Regions from separate parts of the Sus scrofa genome. Here region 2 is linked to region 1. The links are chromatin contacts, called in public Hi-C maps. All regions are on one chromosome and are shown on one strand. The core of a region is the stretch at or near the end of the contact, and the rest is flanking DNA. Distances in the headings are between cores, read along the strand shown. Region 1 holds the start of PRPF6 (pre-mRNA-processing factor 6). Region 2 holds the start of LOC110257381.

The links. A called contact is a pair of places that touch in the nucleus more often than the background predicts.
Region 2: a Hi-C map of liver shows a contact between it and region 1, with 1.6 times the contacts expected there. The contact joins the promoter of LOC110257381 here to the promoter of PRPF6 in region 1. A contact is called at or near these places in 7 of 47 Hi-C or Micro-C datasets (blood, embryonic fibroblasts, fetal heart ventricle and 3 more) and 1 of 2 datasets of contacts at active chromatin or transcription factors (alveolar macrophages).

The regions. Positions count from the first base shown.
Region 1 is chr17:62,813,963-62,817,313 of Sscrofa11.1, forward strand. PRPF6 (pre-mRNA-processing factor 6) reads left to right here and starts at 1,547. Exons shown (of 21, transcript XM_021077613.1): 1 at 1,547-1,782. The coding sequence starts at 1,712. It overlaps SAMD10 (sterile alpha motif domain-containing protein 10), which reads right to left and starts at 31. Exons shown (of 5, transcript XM_021077668.1): 1 at 1-31.
Region 2 is chr17:62,776,900-62,780,250 of Sscrofa11.1, forward strand. It overlaps LOC110257381, which reads left to right and starts at 1,835. Exons shown (of 1, transcript XM_021077612.1): 1 at 1,835-3,351. The coding sequence starts at 2,001. The coding sequence ends at 2,708. DNAJC5 (dnaJ homolog subfamily C member 5) reads left to right here. Exons shown (of 6, transcript XR_002339937.1): 6 at 37-3,351.

The DNA.
Region 1 (3,351 bases), core at 297-2,796:
GCGGGGAACGCGCGCCGCCGCCCCGCCCCAACCGGCCCCGCGCCCGAGCCGGTCCCCGCGCCCGGCGAGTCTGCGCGGCGAGGCACCTGCCGCTGAGCCCTGAGAGCCGGGCGCGCTCCGGGAACTCGGAGGTGTGTCGGCGGCGCGCGGATCTGCGTATGCGAACGGTGCCTGCCAGGGCACGGGCCGGCAGTGCGCACCTGGGCGTGCAAGGACAAGGGACTCTGTGCACCGGCAGGAGATCCAGAGGTCTGCAGGAGCATCTGAGTCAGGGACATAAGAGTGCGTGTGTGGAGGGGAGAGGGTAGTGTACCTGCTCCGGGGAGCTTCTGTCCACTGGGGGCCAGGTCAAGGGCCAGACCTAACCCATTCTCCTATGTCAGTTTACTTATTCCTTTATTCACGTCATCTCCAGACCTCTCCAGTGGTCTCCCTGTCCAACGGGCACTCGTTTCCCCAGAGAAGTCAGTTCGACCCTTTCTTATTCCCCACAACACCGCAAACTTCTGGAGGACAGCAGGGTCTCTCCCCTCCCCTCTGGAGACCCAGAATCTGACTCAGCGTCCAGGGCGTGGTGCTGAAAGGGATTCGGCTGGGGGCAAGGAGGAGGGAGAAACTCTGAGAAGGCTGCAGCAGGCAGGAGAGCTATGTTTGCTCCAGGACCCCAGTGAGAAAGGTTAGGGTGGGCTGGGGGCTGCCTGGTCCAGCAGAAGGCTAAACATGTGGCCAGCTTTTTGCTTGCTTTGCCTAGAGCCTGAGGGCTCTCCCCAGGTGAATGTGGGGGCCAGAGGATGTCCCACAGCCACCTCAGCAAACGTGCACATGGACACACAGACATGTATGCCAAGGACGGTCATGCATATTCACCTAAAATATGAGCACAGGTGGCTTGACTTGCACCTGTGCCCACGGACACACGGAATTCACCCACATGCTGTGACCACTCATGCCCGCATACTAACTTGTCCTGGTGCATTTATTTATGCTCATCAATTAGCTCCCTAGGATCTGGGCTCCCACCCTCACCAGAAGCACCTGAATGTTCAGGGTATGGTGGGGGTGGGGGCCTGTACAGGTACCGGCGCTGCCGGATCGGGTCCAGAAATCTGAGCGCGGAGAGCCAGGGAAGCAGTCTGCACCCGGGGACACGCGATCACAACACATACACTCCGCATAAGCTCTACACAACTGGCTGGGTGTGCAGCCCCCGGAGCTGTGTTAGGCCCTGCCCCGGGGCCAGGGCGACTGGGCGGGGGGCAGGGAGGGCGGATCCGGGAGGCGGGGGACCCATAGGTCCTGCCCATACAGGCAGGTATCGGAAATGCATCGAGTACACGCAGTTAGCAGGGCCGCCCCGGCTCAAGGTTTGAGGTTCCCCCGTGTGCAGACTGCTAATCGAGGGCTAATCGAGGGTGACACCGCCCGCCCGCCCGCAGCTACACGAGCAGGCGCCCCCCGCGCATGCGCCTATCGCGTCTCGGTCTCGGAGTCAAGGAGCCGCCGGAAGCGGGCGGAAGTCGCCTTTAGGGAACTTCCGGTCGGGGCCGCCGAGGTGGGCGGGGATCTGTCGGTTCGCGCGCTCTGCTTCCGGGGCGCGGGTGACGCGGGCGCGCGAGCTCTTCCTGCGGCGGCGCTTCGGTCGTCTGTCGTCTTTGGCCTCCGGCCGCAGCCTCCGTCCTTTCCCTTCCCGGCCGTCGGCGTCACAGCCGCGATGAACAAGAAGAAGAAGCCGTTCTTGGGCATGCCCGCTCCGCTCGGCTACGTGCCCGGGCTGGGCCGGGGGTGAGGCCTGGGGCGGGCCGCGCGCTGGGGTGGAGCCCCGGGCGGGACCGTGGTCGCGTCGCGACTGCCCACACGTCTCAGTGAGGCGGCGGGTCGGGGCGGGGAGGACGAGAGCAGCGGTGGCGCAGGGTTGGCCAGGTCTTTGTGGGAAGAACGGCGTCCTGGGTTCGGACAGACCCGAGCGAGGCTGCCTCCCCAGGAGACGGGACACCGGGGCGCTCTGAGCCCGGTGTTTGTGCTGAGAGGCGGGTGGTAACGCCGTCTTGCGAGTGTGCAGTGCTTGTAGTTGAGCACCGTGGCTACTACCCCCCAGGCCAGGCATCGCCCCCCCCCAACCCCTGCCTTGAACGGGACTGATTCCCCCACCGTCCGGCCGGGGTCCTCTGTGTGCTCGCTCAGGGTTGCTCGTTCTTCCGCTGCGGTGTCGGTGGTCACAGTACTGCCTGTTCAGAGTCAGCTCTCCGCGGGCAGGGGTGGCATCTGTGAGGCTTGTGACTGGGTCCCCTAGATCAGATGACGGCCGTTTATTGCTGAGGAATTGAGCAGTTATTATCTTCTTTTGTGGTTTGATGACTGTCTTCAGTGTTGTTTTTGGGTTGCTTTTTCTTATTTCTGTGTGTATCTCTTGTAGATTTTTGGTTTGCAGTTACCGTGAAGTTTTGATATAGGAGTCTTTGTATACACAGGGTTGTTGTAAGCTGTTGGTCTCTTCATTGCCAGTGCATCCCCAGCATCCTGCCTTTGTACCCTCCTCTGCTCCCGATTTCTGGGTTTGGTGGCCTGTTTGTGTGTGGCTGACCTTCTCCCTTTCTCACGTGTTTGTCTTTGCCGGTGAGCCCCGTCACTCGTCATAGTTTTGTTTCTGGTTATGGTCTCCTTCTACCTAGAGAGGTTCCTTTAGTATTCGTTGTAAAGCTGGTTTAGTGGTGCTGAATTCTCTTAGCTTTTGCTTGCCTGTAAAGCTTTCGTTTCCTCCTTCAAATCTGAATGAGAGCCTTGCTGCGTAGAGGCTGCGGTCGGAGCTGTGTTGAAGCTAGGGAAGCTCCATGCAGGGGGGTAGCTTGCTTCCTAACGAGATGGGATGGGAGTCATGGTCTCAGGAGCATGGGTTCTGGGGGGAGACCCTGTAGAGCTTGGAGGCGGGTGGGAGGGAGAGGGAGGCCGAGCCAATGCCATGGTGCCTGGGACGGCACTGCCACCACCCGCTGAAACAGCCCAGAGCTGCCGCTGCAGGGCCGGTGCGGAAGGGGAGCTCTGCCTGGGCCGAGCTGCGTTGGAAGGCCCGGGTGGAGTGGGAGAGGGAGATGCCTAGCAGGTGTTGGGAATGGGAGGCTGGTGCCCTGGCGAAGCCCTCTCCCGGAGAACGGGGGTGGCAGGAGAGAGCCTTGGTAGCCTCCTCAGCTTCCTGTCCTGAAGCGGACGGACGGCGACGTTGGAGAGCACGGCTGTGTGGGGTTCCCTGCACACACGGCACTGTGGGGAGTTCACGGGATCTTTGGAGGTTTCCCAGAGCAGTTGGAAAAGTAGGTGTCATCAGGTGACGCCTGTGGAGGGAAAAGCACAGAAACA
Region 2 (3,351 bases), core at 585-3,084, 37 kb before region 1:
CCCGCCCTCACGCCGGCGCCTGTGCTTTGCTTGCAGAGGCCGCAGACGCTCCGATCGCCGTCCAGCCGGCCTCGGCCACGGAGACCACCCAGCTCACGGCCGACTCGCACCCCAGCTACCACACCGACGGGTTCAACTAAGTTCAGGAAGAGCTGCAACGAGAGGGTCAGCGCCCGGCCGGCCGCTCAACCTTAGAATCATGAACTGTAGTCACAGAGCTGGCGCGGGAGCCGCTCCGGCCACGGGAAGGGCAGCGCCCGCCCGCCCGCCTCTGTGCCCGCCCGCCATCCGTCGATCCCGACCCACGAAGCGCGTAGCATGCAGTATTTAAAGCAGTTTAGCTACGGTCTTCTGTTGTTCCTTTCTTTGACAGCATGTATGGGTTCTGTTCCATGTCCGTCTGTGTTGTGGGCGTGTTGCAGCCAGGCCGTGTTCACCCGGCGGGGCGGGGGCAGGGGGGCGCCTCAGGGCTTTCAGTCCGGTCTGTGCCCTGGGTGGATGGCCCGCGTGGCGCCTCGCGGCCAGGCGGGCCCAGACAGGCTGGGAGCTGTGGGGTCTGCCCGCTGCCCTCTGTGCACGACCGTGTGGCCGCAGGCAGGGCCGTTGGACTCAGGCGCCTGGCGGGAGCTGGGCCCAGCCGCCCGGCGTGGCCCTTCCGTGGTGTTGGTCCCGAGGACAGTCTGTGCGGCCTCTTCGCCTTGTGGGCTCGGCCTGGCAGCGGGCGTTCCCCGTGTGCGGCTGTGGCGGTCGCTGCAGGAGGCTCTGCTGACCACAGTCTTGCCGTGTCGGACCTGAGGCCGGTCCCCGCCCCCTCACCAGGCGTGGGAACGGTCCCGCACTTGCCCAGGCCACGGGCCGGATGGACAGGGCCCCCTCCCGCAGCCCCGCTCCCCCCGCCCGCACCTTGTCTTCGCCCACATCTCTGCAGGACCCCCTGGCCCTTTCGGGACCCCCTCAGCATCGCAGATGGCAGCAGTGGCCCGGGCCTCGGGAGTCGGGGGCTGAGAGTCCTGGCTGCCGGTGGCGAGCGGCCGTACAGCCCTCCCCTGTGCCACCCAGAGCGCCCAGCCGCCCCCTTCCTTCGCATGGTCCCTTTGGCTGGTGTTGATGGCTCGGGTAGAGCTAGAGGCATCGGACTCAGAGGAAGGACCAGCTGGACCAAAGGCGCACTCTGGGTAGAGGGGTGGGTTCCAGGAGGCCCTGGGCCCTTCAGCGTGTTTGCCCGCGGCCAGGCCACGGAAGCCCTGGGAGGGCGCTCCTGCCTGGCCTGTGCGTGACACTGCCGGGTTTCTGCAGAACGAGCCGAGGGAACAGCCAGTGGGAAGGACGGGGTGGGGGCCGCACGCAGGGAGGTCAGACGCACCTGAAGTCACTGGCGGCATCGGCGGCGTCCCCTGTTCCCCCTCCCCCCCCCCCGCCGCCGCCGCCGTGGCCCGAGCACTCCAGGAGCCGTGCTGGGGGAGGCCCCGTTTTGTTGGGGGTTTTGTGCGGGAGGATGATCACGGAGGTGTCCAGTGAGGGAGGTGCGCCCTGATACTGAGCTAGAAGGGCCCCGGGCTTGGGCTGCTGGGAGGGTTAGGAAATGCACTGTCTCACCGCCCAGGACGGGGAGGAGGCCCCATGCAGGGCGGTCTTCACTGCCAGTTCCCGTCCAGCAGCAGGAGTCCAGCCCGAGGGGGAGGCAGCCAGTCTTCCTGCTGTCTCTGGAAATAACTAGGAAGTGAGTTGTTTGCCCCGAACGGCCAAGAACCCAGCTCAAAGCTTCGGGCAGGAAGCCGCCCCTGCACCGTGTCTGTGCTCTTGCTTTGTGTCCAGAAGCACTGAGGCCCGTGGCACACGCCAGTGGTCCCCTGCCGGGGGTCTTTCGGTTCTAGAATCTTACGGATCGTCTCCTAGAAACATGACGCTCCCTGGAGGCCCGGGTGGCGTGGGAAGGAGGGGCAGGTCTGGGTCGAACCCGTCCCCTGTGGGGTTTGTAAAAATGAGATAAGTGGTGAGTGATGACAGCAGCCCTCAAGCCGATGCTGATGCTGCCCCGAGGCCCAGGCCCCCGGGAGCTGAGCCCGGGTCTGGACCACCCCCCGCCTGACCCAACCCGAAGCGTGTCCTCTCTGGGGTCCGGGGCAGAAGCCTTTCCCAGGGGTCTACTGTCCACACTCGCAGGCCGCCTCCTGGCTGGAGACCAAGGTCCCCGGGTGCCCTTTGCCCGCGTGGTTGTCTGTTCTCTGGGGAGCAGTGTCGTGTCTGGAGGGGTGCAGCCGCGCCTGTGCTCGGCAAGGACAGCTCTCTGCCTGTCGTGGTGGGGACAGGCGTGCTGTGGGCCTCACGCTAGGTGGCCCGCCGTGGCCAGGGCTGGGGGACCCGAGGGTGGGTGGGGACAGGGCTGTGCACGTCTCTGTTTGTGCGTGGTGACTGGTTCCCGGGCCTTCGGGCCTTACCCTGCTTCCCGCTGCTTTCGCTGTGAGCCCTCCCGCTTCTCTGGTCAGTCGAGTGGGACCGCTGGGCAAAGCCTGGGCGCGCTGGGCGGGGCGGGCGGCGTGTCCACACCGCTGGCCGGGGAGCCCGTCCGGGGCGGCCTGGTCAGCATCTGGAGGGAGTGCGCCCGGGAGAGCCCTGCCTGTCCTGGCTCAGTGCGTGCGCCCGGGGGGCAGCTTGGAGGCTGTGGCAACGGGCCTGATCGCATTCCTCTGGCGGCTTCTGAGCTGTGAACTCTGTGACCCGGGACTCACCTGTTGCGCTCCTCCTCCTGTGGAATTGGCAGCCAGCTCCGTTTCCTCCTGTCGTTTCAAGCACGGTTGGCGTCGTCTGCTGTAGGTGTGGGCGTAGTGTGGGTGTAGTGTGTGTACATATGTGTATATGTATATATCACGCAGCAGGCGTGACTGCTGCTATCCAGTGGCGAAGCAACAAGTACAATAAAAATCGGCTCCAAATTGGCCTCTGGTTTCTTGACGAGTCGCGGTGGGAGCCGGGCCTCAGTGTCTGGTGTCTTGCTCCTTGCGCGGAAGGCGGCACCGACCCCACTGTGCGCCCGGAGCCGGTGCCTGCCCCCTGCGAGTCCAGGGTGGGGGCAGGACCACCCAGGCGGCGACTGGGCAAGCGCTGCCCATCCCTCCCTGGGCCCCGTTGCTCTCCTGACCCAGAGGTGGGTGGCACGGCCCTGTGACACTCAGGTGGCTGGAAACCCTCCCTCTCTTTAAACATGAAAACCAGTTTATGCACCAGATGGAGTCTGACAGCTGTGCTCAGAGGGCCCCTGTCCTGCACACAGACCCACCCTGCGGGTTCCTGAGGAAGACGGGGCCACACCGCCACCCTCCAGGAGGGGGCTGGCCGCGGCGCGTCTCTGGA